2 separate regions of the Pan troglodytes genome follow, and region 1 is linked to region 2. A link is a contact called in public Hi-C data. All regions are on one chromosome and are shown on one strand. The core of a region is the stretch at or near the end of the contact, and the rest is flanking DNA. Distances in the headings are between cores, read along the strand shown.

The links. Hi-C and Micro-C count contacts between places; a contact is called where the count stands out from the background.
Region 1: a Hi-C map of stem cell-derived neural progenitor cells shows a contact between it and region 2, with 7 times the contacts expected there. The contact joins the promoter of PPY here to the promoter of ASB16 in region 2. A contact is called at or near these places in 2 of 7 Hi-C or Micro-C datasets (induced pluripotent stem cells and stem cell-derived neural progenitor cells) and 1 of 1 datasets of contacts at active chromatin or transcription factors (stem cell-derived excitatory neurons).

Annotation. Positions count from the first base shown.
Region 1 is chr19:23,951,386-23,957,507 of NHGRI_mPanTro3-v2.0_pri, reverse strand. It overlaps PPY (pancreatic polypeptide), which reads right to left and starts at 2,341. Exons shown (of 3, transcript XM_003315411.6): 1 at 2,151-2,341; 2 at 1,830-1,901; 3 at 1,491-1,639. The coding sequence starts at 2,341. The coding sequence ends at 1,615.
Region 2 is chr19:23,722,727-23,728,915 of NHGRI_mPanTro3-v2.0_pri, reverse strand. It overlaps ASB16 (ankyrin repeat and SOCS box containing 16), which reads left to right and starts at 2,285. Exons shown (of 5, transcript XM_511545.8): 1 at 2,285-2,676; 2 at 3,636-3,903. The coding sequence starts at 2,376.

The DNA of each region.
Region 1 (6,122 bases), core at 1,092-3,591, 230 kb before region 2:
ACCAAACAGCCCAGACTCCTCTCCCCATTCACCGCGCATCCCCTTAAGCTGCCAGAGAAAATGCTGGGACTTCAGGCTCCCTCTCCCAGACTCAAACCGTTCTTTTGCGAAAGCATCTCTCTATCCAGACGTCTTTGGATTTAAGAATCAACCTGAGGCTGGGCACAGTGGCTCACACCTGTAATCCCAGCATTTTGGGAGGCCGAGGTGAGCAGATCGCTGGAGCCCAGGAGTTTAAGACCACGCTGGGCAACATAGCAAGACCCTGTCTCTAAAAAATAAAAAAATTTGCTGGGTGTGGTGGCATGTGCCTGTAGCTCCAGCTGTTTGGGAGGCTGAGGCAGGAGGATCGCTTGAGCCCAGGAGGTCAAAGCTATGGTGAGCTGTGATCATGCCACTGTACTCCAGCCTGGGTGACAGAGCAAGATCCTGTCTCCAAAAACAAACAAAAAATCAATCTGAGCCAAGCAGCTGCATCCTCTAGAAGCTCTTTGCCCTTTAGGACCTGTTTCTACTTCCAGGTCATTTGCACACACCAGATGGAGTAGGACTTGAGGGGAAACACAATTGTGTGTCATTTCCATTTCTGTGCAAGGTGCTGAGCCCAGGAAAGTGGACCCCTCATCCTCCAAACCCATAACCCCATCCCTTGAGACCAAGCATGTGGGGGAGGCAGGAGAAGCCTTTCTAGGAACCAGAAACATTCTAGTTCCCTCACTTCTCCCCTTTACACATGCGCGTACACACACATGCACACGCACACTGTCCCCACCTATTCAGGGTGCCTGAGAAGGGCCAGGAAAAGATGGGTTCTCTGGGAATCTGGGAAGTCCTCCCTGGGGCAGGATCCAGGTCCTTGTCCTCCCAGGGCTGCAGTGTACAATCTACAGATTCAACTCATGGTGGCTGGAACTCTCAGCTAATCTAGCCTCCTCCCCTTCCACAGCAGCTTGAATACCTCCTGTGCCCAGGACTTCACTACCTCTCAGGGCAGCCCATTCTCTCCAAATTTCTGGACGGCAGCTCAGGCCCCTGGATGCAGCCATGACTGCCATAGCACCAGAATCGTTCTTCCAGGCTGGGCTGTGCCCCTGCCCCCATGCCAAGGATGCTTTCGTATAAATTTTGGTGCTTCTGCTGCCTAGGCTGCAGTAAGGCACTGGTGAGGGGTGCACTTGGGGAAAGGTTGTCATCAGGCTGTGTCGGGAAGGTCTATGGGTGCTGAACTGGGAAGATTCAAGACTGCCACTTCACAGACTTGCTGAAGGACCATGAAGGACCATCTGCTCAGAGGAGTCCCTGCCTTCCTCTGGCCACCACTTTTCCCTCTGCGAAGGGGAGAGGATGAGTTGAGTGACTCTGATGACCCCCGCCAACGTTCTGGATGATCCCCTTTTCCTCTGCCCTGCCCTGCCCTCCCCTTTCTCTCCCATGCATTTGGCACTTCCTGCTGCTCCCACCAGGGGTCCACAGAGACACAGGACAGGCTGTGGCTTTGACTTGCTTTATTGAGCCTGTGTGGGAGCAGGGAGCAAGCTTTGGCCAGAGCCAAGGGTGCGGAGGGGAGAGCTGGGCTGGCGCTGCTCATGGAGTCGTAGGAGACAGAAGGTGGCATTACAAGTCCAGCGGGCTGAGCTCCCTGTGAGGACAGGGCAGAACATGGCAGTGTAGGGGGTAGGCCTCGTGCCCTCAGGAGGCCTCAGGCTGGCCCTGGGCTCCTGTTCTCCCTCTTCCACCCCCCACTACACCTTTCCAAGCCCTGATTCAGTCCCACCACCCCCATTTCAGCCCCAGGGAGCTGGACAGACAGGGCAGGGAGTCAAACTCACCTGGGGACAGCAGCATGTGGGGACCCCCACTCCGAGAAGGCCAGCGTATCCTCTTTGTGTCTTTTCCCATACCTGGGAGGGAAGAGGCAGCAGGGGCAAGCACTGTGCCCAGGTGCCAGCCCACCTGTTTCATATCTGCCTGTAGGCACCATCTTGCCCAGGGCACATTGGTCTAGGCCTGTTCAGCACAGATGCCCTGTTTTCCCAAGAGCAGGCCTGGAAGGGGCTGGGGCTGGGGCTGGGGATAGGGTGTGGCCAGGAATGTGGAGTGGGCCCAGGGTCCCAGGGGCTGGGATCTCTCTCCCCAACTGTGGCACACACCTAGGCCTGGTCAGCATGTTGATGTATCTACGGAGATCAGCTGCATACTGGGCCATCTGCTCTGGTGTGGCATTGTCCCCTGGGTACACTGGCTCCAGCGGGGCTCCCTGGGCACCCAGCAGTGGCTGTAGTAACAGAGCCACGCAGGTGGACAGGAGCAGCAGGGAGAGGCAGAGGCGTGCGGCAGCCATCTGAGGAGCAAGCAGAGGGGAAGTGGAGAGCCCGGGCTGCAGATTTTCCCGTGCCCAGGAAGCAGGGCCCAACTATCCAGCCCCTTAGCCCATCATCCATTTCTCCAAGCCTGGGGACAAGGGGGCAGAGCAAAGGGCCACTCTAAGCTGACCACTCCACCTCCTAGACACTGCTCTGAAGGCACGTACAGCCTGTCCTGTGAGCAGCCCAGCAAGCCAGGGCCTCGCAAGTTAGAAAAGTATAGCAGAGAAAATGGGGATGTGAGTCCTGGAGACACGGGACTCATGACATCCAGGGCCTCATGGCTCCCAGGAGGCAGCAGCTAGTGGGAATAAGGGCATGCCAGGTAACCCACAGGGTGGGGGACACAGAATGAACTCGGGAAGCCAAGGACAGAAATCCATGGCCTTGTGGGTCTGGCCCTCCACCCTGCGATAGAGACACAGATATGGGTCCTGGAGAAGACGCTATTGTCCATGTCGTCCTGCACAGACCAGCAAAGGCACTCACACAGGGACCCCAGTCACTCACAAGGTCACAGTCACACATTCCAGTTCATAGCCATGCACACGAGTGTGCACACACACGTGCAGTCAGCAGACGGCTCTTCTAGCATGACAGGTCTGTCCAGATGCAGAAAGCAAGACCCAAGCAGGACCTTAGGCCTCCCAAGGCCCCTGGCCCTGCAAAGCACCACCTCCTCTCCATCCTAGGCCCCAGCCTGGGGGAGGCCCCCAGAGCCCCAGGCAGGCTGAGCCCACTTACCCAGAGTCCAGAGTAAATGGGCACTAGACCAAGCGAGCACCTGCCTCAGGCCGGATGGGCCCCTGCCCTCAGCTGGGCCGCTTTATAGTCCTCAGCCCCCCAGAGTCCCCGCCTCCTGTCAGCCTCTCTCGCTCCGAAGCCCTCACCCCTCCTCTCACTGTCTCCTGATACTGGCAACGCCAGTACTGAGGCCAGAGACGGGAGGGGGACAGGGCAGTTCTGTGGGTGCCAGACCAGCAGCATAACAGATAAAACTGGACCACAGTAAAAGTCTCCTGTGGGCCCCCATCACTGACACCCCTTCCCTTTGGGCACCAGAGCAGGCTTGGTTCAAAAAAGATGGGGTTCTGGGACTTGAGAGTGACTGAAAGGTTTTGGTCACAGGCCTTGGAACTAGCTCTCCTGCCTCCCAAAGATCAACCCAAATCATCCAACGGATTCTCTTGGGGCAGAAGATTGAGGCTGCAGCTGGAAGATTGAGGCCACAGCCAGAGCCTCCAGGCTGAAGAATGGAAACTCAGGCCATCCTCTGCAGCTTGCAACTAGAACAAGGTGGGAAGAGGGAAGGGGCCTCAGGTCCTCAGGCAAGGTGGAAGGGAGTGGGGTGCCAGGCTTGGAGAAACCCATTTGGTGGGTGCATAGGATGCAGAATGAGAACTCATGTGCCTGGGTTCAGGGGAAATGTTGAGGGGGTGCCGGTTTCCAGTATCCATTTCCCTCCCCATCTCAGAGCCCCCATTCCAGGGAAGTGCTAAAAACCAGCTTCATTTGTAAAGCCTCACATTTTCCAAAGTGCTGCCAGCTCAGTCACCTCACTAAATCCCCACAACAACCCATTTTACAGATTCAGGATCTGAAATCTGCTCAGAGATGTCAAATCACTGGCCCCAAACCACACAGCCAGTCAGTGGGCGATCCAGGGTTTGAAACAAAATCTAACCCCAAAATTTAACTCCAAACCTGGACTGTTTTTTTTTCCTAAGTGGGGCCGTCAAAGTATTGTTATAATTTCCCACTTTTTGGCTGAGAAACCTGAGGCTCACAGAGGTAAAGACGCTTGCTCAAGATCTCATAGCTACCAAGGTTCTGAATTCTGGCTTAGATTCTCAACCCCACTAATCCATCCCCACCAGAAGCCCCTGAGTCTCCCCTGCCCAGCGTCTCTTCCCAACCCCCAGTCTCCCTCCCCTGCTTAGGCCAAGGAGTGGTAACTGGCTGTGTCTGAATGACATGGTGACACCAAGTACGGAGCTAAGGACTTATGACTGCTGACGTTCTGCTGTCCCAGATCAGTATACCAAGAAGTTGGGAGATGGGGGGGACTGTTGGGGAAGAGGGGACTGGAGGTGAAACTCCAGGGATCTGGCAGGGTGGGCTTAGAGTCAGACAGACCTGGGTCCAAAGCCTGGCTCTGCCATTGGCTGGCTCTGTGAGCCTGGGAAAGTAATTTATTTAGCCTCTCTGAGCTTCACTTTTCCTCTCAGTAAAATAGGCTCATCACACCCATCTGAAGATAGGGAGAATAAAGGAAGGCTCAGCAAACATCAGTGTTCTGCCTTGACCCTCTCAATTTTGATTTTGGTTAACAAGAAGAGCAATAATGCTTCACCAGACAACTTATATTCCACAAAGTAAATATGAAAGTCATTCTGTCTCAGCAAGCCCGGGCCTTTCTCTGGACTGAGGTTTTCCACTTGCAAAACAAGGGTGTGAATTGGTGGCTGGTCTCAGCCTGGCCTTGGGTTTGGCGGGTAGAGGTTGCAGCTCGCCGCCAGAGGGCGCCAGGCTCCAACCCTAGTTAAAAGGATCTGAGCTCCCACAGGACCATGGCCTTGGAGGGACCTGTTCTGGCTGCTACTCATGTGGGGACCCAGCCCCACCCAACAGACAATGGATCTAGGGATTGACTCAGATGCCAGGGCCACTTATAGTTCTATCCTGTTGCAGAGGTAAACCTAAGTGCCTAAGAAATAACAGGCACTCCACAAATGTCAACCAAACTGTAGCTTTCATTTTTCTCCTTTGCAAACAACAGATTCCTCTTCTGGGTCCTCTCAGGGATGTGGTGACAATCCAGGAGGAAGTGGTAGTAGATGTGCTTTCTACACTGCATGGCCATGTGTATTAGTTCCTTCTCATACTGCTTTGAAAAGAACTGCCCGAGGCCAGGCGCAGTGGCTCACACCTGTAATCCCAGCACTTTGGGAGGCTGAGGCAGGCGGATCACCTGAGGTCAGGAGTTCAAGACCAGCCTGGCCAACATGGTGAAAACCCATCACTACTAAAAATACAAAAATTAGCCGGGCGTGGTGGCGCATGCCTGTAATCCCAGCTACTTGGGAGGCTGAGGCAGGAGAATCACTTGAACCGGGGAGGCAGAGGTTGCAGTGAACCGAGATCGTGCCGCTACACTCCAGCCTGGGCTGTAACAGAGTGAGACACCATCTCAAAAAACACACAAAAAACAAAAAGAACTACCTGAAATTGGGTCATTTATAAAGGAAAGAGGTTTAATTGACTCACAGTTCAGCATGGCTGGGGAGGCCTCAGGAAACTTAAAATCATGGTGGAAGGCGTAGGGGAAGCAAGGCACCTTTCTCACAAGGCGGCAGGAAGGAGAAGTGCTGATCAAAGGGGAGAAGAGCAACTTATAAAATCATCAGCTCTCGTGATGACTCACTCACTATCACGAGAACAGCATGGGGAAAACTGCCCCCATGATTCAATGACCTCCACCTGGTCTCTCCCTTCGCATGAGGACTACGGGGATTACAATTCAAGATGAGATTTGGTGGGGACGCAAAGCCTAACTACATCACTATGTCTAGAACACAGCAATGGTTCTCACGCATCTTGATGTGTTCCTGTCAGAGGCGTTTGAACCAGAGCGACTCCATCTTGAACAAGGGCTGGGTAAAATGAGGCTGCAACCTGCTGGGCTGCATTCCCAGGAGGTTAGACATTTTTAGTCACAGGACAAGATAGGAGACCGGCACAAGATACAGGTCACAAGAC
Region 2 (6,189 bases), core at 1,036-3,535:
GCTGCTGCAGGGCCAGGAGGCAGGACAGGCAGCGGGAGAAGGGCCAGGAGGAGCCCCAGATGCAGAGGGGACAGACCAGCCCTGCCTGCAGGCCGCTGTGCACTGAGTGAGCTCAGGGTGAGCAGAGCTTTTGAGCCCTCCCCTTCCCCAGCTTGGCAGGCACACCAGCTTGTGTGGTTTCACGGCTTCATTCCTCCCCCTAGAGGCTCCTGGAAGCACAGCTGCTTTCTCCTAAGAGTGAACAGGTCTGTGGCTTAAACATCTTAGGTCCATTCCCAGAGTTTCCAGCTCAACCCGTAGGCTCTCCTCAGGCCGGCCATGTGAGCCTCCTTAGCAGCTGGGTTAAAAAAATAAATCAAGGATGATTGAAGGGGCCGGGAGCTGTGGCTCACGCCTGTAATACCAACACTTTGGGAGGCCGAGGCGGGCAGATCTCCTGAAGTCAGGAGTTTCAGACCAGCCTGGCCAACATGGCGAAACCGACTACCAAAAATACAAAAATCGGCCGGGCGCGGTGGCTCACTCCTGTGATCCCAGCACTTTGGGAGGCCGAGGCGGGCGGATCATGAGGTCAGGAGATCGAAACCATCCTATTCTTGGCTAATACGGCGAAACCTTGTCTCACTAAAAATACAAAAGATTAGCCAGGCGTGGTGGCAGGCGCCTGTGGTCCCAGCTACTCGGGAGGCTGAGGCAGGAGAATGGCGTGAACCTGGGAAGCGGAGCTTGCAGTGAGCCGAGGTCGCGCCACTGCACTCCAGCCTGGGTGACAGAGCGAGACTCCATCTCAAAAAAAAAAATAAAATAAAAATAAAAATACAAAAATCAGCTGGGCATGGTGGCATGCACCTATAATCCCAGCTACTCAGGCGGCTAAGGCAGGAGAATCGCTTGAACCCCAGGAAACGGAGGTTTCAGTGAGCCAAGATCACCCTACTGCACTCCAGACTGGGTGACACCATGAGAAAAAAAAAAAAAAGGATGATTGAAGGCAGTTTCTACAGACTAGTCTGTCCTGCTTGGAGAATGGGGGAGGCTGCCAGGTGGCTGCAGCAGCTGAAGCCAAAAAGTGCACCATCTTTTTTTTTTTTTTCTTCTTTTTTTAAGAGATGGAGAGGCAGGGGGTGGTGGCTTACGCCTATAATCCTAGCACTTTGGGAGGCCGAGGCGGGCAGACCACGAGGTCAGGAGTTCGAGACCAGCCTGGCCAACATGGTGAAACCCTAAATTAAATCTCTACTAAAAATACAAAATTTAGCTGGGCATGGTGGCGGGTGCCTATAATCCCAGCTACTCAGGAGGCTGAGGCAAGAGAATCGTTTGAGCCCGGGAGGCGGAGGTTGCAGTGAGCCAAGATCGTGCCATTGCACTCCAGCATGGGAGACAGGGTGAGACTCTGTCTCAAAAAAAAAAAAAAAAAAAAAAAAGATATAGGTCTCACTGTGTTGCCCAGGATTGTCTCAAACTCCTAGGCTCAAGCAATCCTCCTGTCTTGGCCTCCCAAAGTGCTAGGATTACAGGCATGAGCCACCATTCTTGGCCCAAAGCACACCATCTATGTGGGGTCCTGGCTCTGCCTCTCACAAAATGTGACCTTGAGCCAGTAGATTACTTTGTTAAGCCTTAAATTCCTCATCTGTAAAACAGAGATAAGACCACCCATCTCAGGGGCATTCAACTGTGATAATTTCATTTATTGTCCAAACCAAGTTTACTAATTATTGGGTGGGCTGGGAAGTATGGTCCCCTGGGTGAAGGTGGATATGAATGTGATTTAAACACCGTGAAACTCTGTGCATATGTACAGAGTTATTGCTGTTACTGCAGATGCTGGGAAGAGCTGCTCACCTTCTCAGTAACTCTGCCTTGACCTCCCCTTACCTCCTGTGCTGAGGTCAGCCCTCTCTCCTCCACGTGGGCCAGTGGTGGCTCCTGCCCTCCAGCCAACATCAGAGAGGCTGGAGGCACCCTGTCTTCCTCCCAGCCCCGCCCATCTCCATGACTGACCTTTTCGCGCACCCTGGACCTTGCTAACCCAAGATGCTCGCTCTAGAGATGAAGGTGGATGCAGATGCTGGGGTTCGGGGGTGGCCTCAGCTGAGGGCCTGCTGACCAACCAAAGGGTATCGGCAGGGGCAGGGGCTGGCCCTCACCCTGGGCTGGGGGTTGGGCCAGCAGCTTCTCAGCACCAGGATCATGACTCTGAGCAAACCATGTTTACCAGAGCAGCAAAGGACCTATTTATAGCCTCAGCTGCTGCTTTCTCTGGCTCACGGTGGCGGGGGCAGGGTGGCTCCTCAGAGCAAGGGAGGTAGTCGGGTCGAGGGAACCTGGCTCTGCCCAGGTGCCACTGCCCAAACCCCTGGGCCCCATCCATGGCAAGAGAGACCTTCCCCTTCACCTCCTCCACGCTGCGCTCTCTCCGCCTGCAGCAGGAGTGGCTAGAATGGGAGGACCGGCGGCGGGCGGCTGCCCAGCAGTGCCGGAGCCGCAGGTGCCCGTCAAGTCCCCGGGCCCGACTCACTAGGCCTCACCATTCCTGCCGAGACCCAGCTGTCCACCATGCCCTCTTCTCCGGCAACCTGCAGCAGGTCCAAGCCCTGTTCCAAGATGAAGAGGCCGCCAACATGATTGTGGAGACTGTGAGCAACCAGCTGGCCTGGTCGGCTGAACAGGGTAGGGGGCACCAGAAGAGGGCAGAAGAGGAGGGAGAAAGAAGGGGAGTGGGTGGGGAAGGGGGAGAGTCTAGGCCCCTCCTTCCCTGCAGACCACAGACTATAGCAGCCCTTTCCACCACCTATCCTAGCTCCCTCCTAACAGAGATGAGGCAGGGTTAGCAGTCTGTATGTCTTTTAAGAATTAAAAGTTGACCGGGCAGTGGCTCACGCCTGTAATCCCAGCACTTTGGGAGGCCAAGGCAGGCGGATCACGAAGTCATAAGTTTGAGACCAGCCTGACCAACATGGTAAAACCCCATCTCTACTAAAAATAGAAAAATTAGCCGGGCATGGTGGTGCGCACCTGTAATCCCAGCTACTCAGCAGCTGAGGCAGAAGAATCACTTAAACCCAGGAGGCGGAGCTTGCAGTGAGCCAAGATAGCGCCACTGCATTCCAGCCTGGGGGACAGAGCGAGACCCTGCCTAAAAAAAAAAAAAAAAAAAAAGAGAGACAAGGTCTCACTATGTTGCCCAGGCTCATCTCGAACTCCTGAGGTCAAGTGATCATCCCGCCTTGGCCTCCCAAAGTGCTAGGATTACAGGTGTGAGCCACCACCCCAGGCCCCAAGGTGAACAAGCCTTTGACACTACTGGCCATTCAAAGACACTGAGATTTCCTTAATGGGAGTCACTCTACTTAGTTGGCCCCTGTGGTTTTATACAGCAATTAATTTTTTTATGACACATACTATGTTTTGTTACAGATTGATAAGCTGTATTAAAAGGCTGTTCCAATTTATTCTTCCACTTCAGGACTTGAATAAGCCCCTTTCCACAGGTACAGCCTGGCAGTGTTTGTGCTCAGCAAACCATGCAGAGGGAAGGCCAGTGTCAGCTGTCAGCTGGAACCAGCATCCCCACTCCTTGCCCTGCCCTGTCTTATACACCACCTCCCAAAACTATTTGCTCTCCCTAGGGTTCTGGGTGCTGACCCCCAAGACCAAGCAGACGGCACCCCTCGCCATCGCTACAGCCCGAGGCTACACAGACTGTGCTCGACACCTGATCCGGCAGGGAGCTGAGCTGGATGCCCGTGTCGGGGGTCGCGCTGCCTTGCATGAGGCCTGTGCCCGGGCCCAGTTTGACTGTGTGCGGCTGCTGCTGACCTTCGGAGCCAAGGCTAATGTGCTGACTGAGGAGGGCACGACTCCTTTGCACCTCTGCACGATCCCCGAGTCCTTGCAGTAGGTGCCTGGGGGCTGAGACAGTTTGGGGAGAAATGTGTGTGTGTGTCTCCAGCTCACAAGGCCAGAAGAAGGAACCTGACAACCACATGCAGCTTTGTGGTTCATAAAGCACCGCATATACACATCTTCACAATAACCTGGAGACACCTCATCCTACAGATGAGAAAAATGAAGCTCAGAAAGGCTTAGTAACTTGTCCAAGGTCACATCTGCTAAGCCCAGGAGGCAGAAGCCCTGTTGCTTTTTGGGAAAACTCTGTTCCAACTGCAGTCTCCAATTCCCTGTGAATCCTTTGTAGCCAAACCTAGCTGTTTTTTTTTGTTTTTTGAGACGAAGTCTTGCTCTGTTGCCCAGGCTGTAGTGCAGTGGCGTGGTCTCAGCTCACTGCAACCTCCGCCTCCTGGGTTCAAATGATTCTCCTGCCTCAGCCTCCCAAGTAGCTGGAATTACAGGTGTGTGCCACCACACCTGGCTAGGTTTTGCATTTCTAGTGGAGATGGGGTTTTGCCATGTTGGCCAGGCTGGTCTTGAACTCCTGTCCTCAAGTGATCCACCCACCTTGGCCTCCCAAAGTGCTGGGATTACAGGCGTGAGCCACCATGCCCAGCCCAAATTCCTAGTTGTTTTGAGGTATTAAGAAAGATCTGGCCAGGTGTGGTGGCTCACACCTGTAATTCCAGCTACTAGTAGGTCGAGGCACAAGAATCGCTTGAACCCGGGAGGCAGAGGTTGCAGTGAGCCGAGATTCTGCCACTGCACTCCAGCGAGACTGTCTTAAAAAAAAAAAAAAAAAAAAAGCAGCCGGGCGCCATGGCTCACGCCTGTAATCCCAGCACTTTGGGAGGCCGAGGCGGGTGGATCACGAGTTCAGGAGTTCAAGACCAGCCTGGCCAACATAGTGAAACCCTGTCTCTATTAAAAATACAAAAAATTAGCCAGGCTGGGCATGGTGGCTGGCGCCTGTAATCCTAGCTACTCGGGAGGCTGAGGCAGGAGAATCGCTTGAACCCGGGATGCAGAGGTTGCAGTGAGCCGAGATTGTGCCACTACACACTAGCCCCTGCAACAGTTGAGACTCCATCTCAAAAAAAAAAAAAAGATCTATGGGCCAGATGCAGTGGCTCACACCTGTAATCCCAACACTTTTGGAGGCGGAGGCAGGATTGCTTGAGTCCAGGAGTTTGAGAATAGTTTGGGCAACGTAAGTGAGGTTTTTGTCTCTACTAAAAATAAAAATTAGCCGGGTATGGTGGCATGAGCCTCTAGTCCTAGCTACTCGGGAGGCTGAGGCAGGATGATCTTTTGAGCTCAGAAGTTCAAGACCAGACTGGGAAACATAGTGAGACCCTGTCTCTACAAAAAATAAAATTAGCCGGTCATGGTGGTGTGCATTGTAGTCCCAGCTACTCAGGAAAAGCACTTGAGCCCAAGAGGTCTAGGCTTCAGTGAGCTATGATCATGCTGCCACTGTACTCCAACCTGGACAACAGGGCAGGACCCTGTCTTAAAAAAAAGTGGGAAGAGAGGTATGGGGGTGCCTCACACCGATGTTAGGAAACACAGGGCTAGATTTTTTTTTTTGGAGACAGGGTCTCACTCTGTTGCCCAGGCTGGAGTGCAGTGGCACAATCATGACTTACTTGCAGCCTCGATCTCCTGGGCTCAAGTGATCCTCCTGCCTCAGCTTCCAGGGTATCCGGAATCACAGGCCAGTGCTACCACACCTGGCTATTTTTTTTTTTTTTTGAGACGGAGTCTCGCTCTGTCTCCCAGGCTGGAGTGTAGTGGCCCGATCTCGGCTCACTGCAAGCTCCGCCTCCCGGGTTCCCGCCATTCTCCTGCCTGAGCCTCCCGAGTAACTGGGACTACAGGCTCCCGCCAACACGCCCGGCTAATTTTTTTTTTTCTGTATTTTCAGTAGAGATGGGGTTTCACCGTGTTAGCCAGGATGGTCTTGATCTCCTGACCTCGTGATCCACCTGCCTCGGCCTCCCAAAGTGCTGGGATTACAGGCGTGAGCCACCGCGCCCGGCCCAACTGGCTATTTTTTAAAAAGTATTATTTTTAGTAGAGACATAGACTCTCTATGTGGCCCAGGCTGGTCTCCGACTCCTGAGCTCAGGCAGTCCTCCCGCCCCAGCCTCCCAAAGTGTTGGGATTATAGGCATGAACCAATACACCAACCCTCCCACTTTTTTTAAGGTTGGCAGTTTCTTGGAGTCCCTGCATGAGGGTATTTGCACTTTCACAATCAGGTCAACAGACAGGGTGACAGGTAAGGAT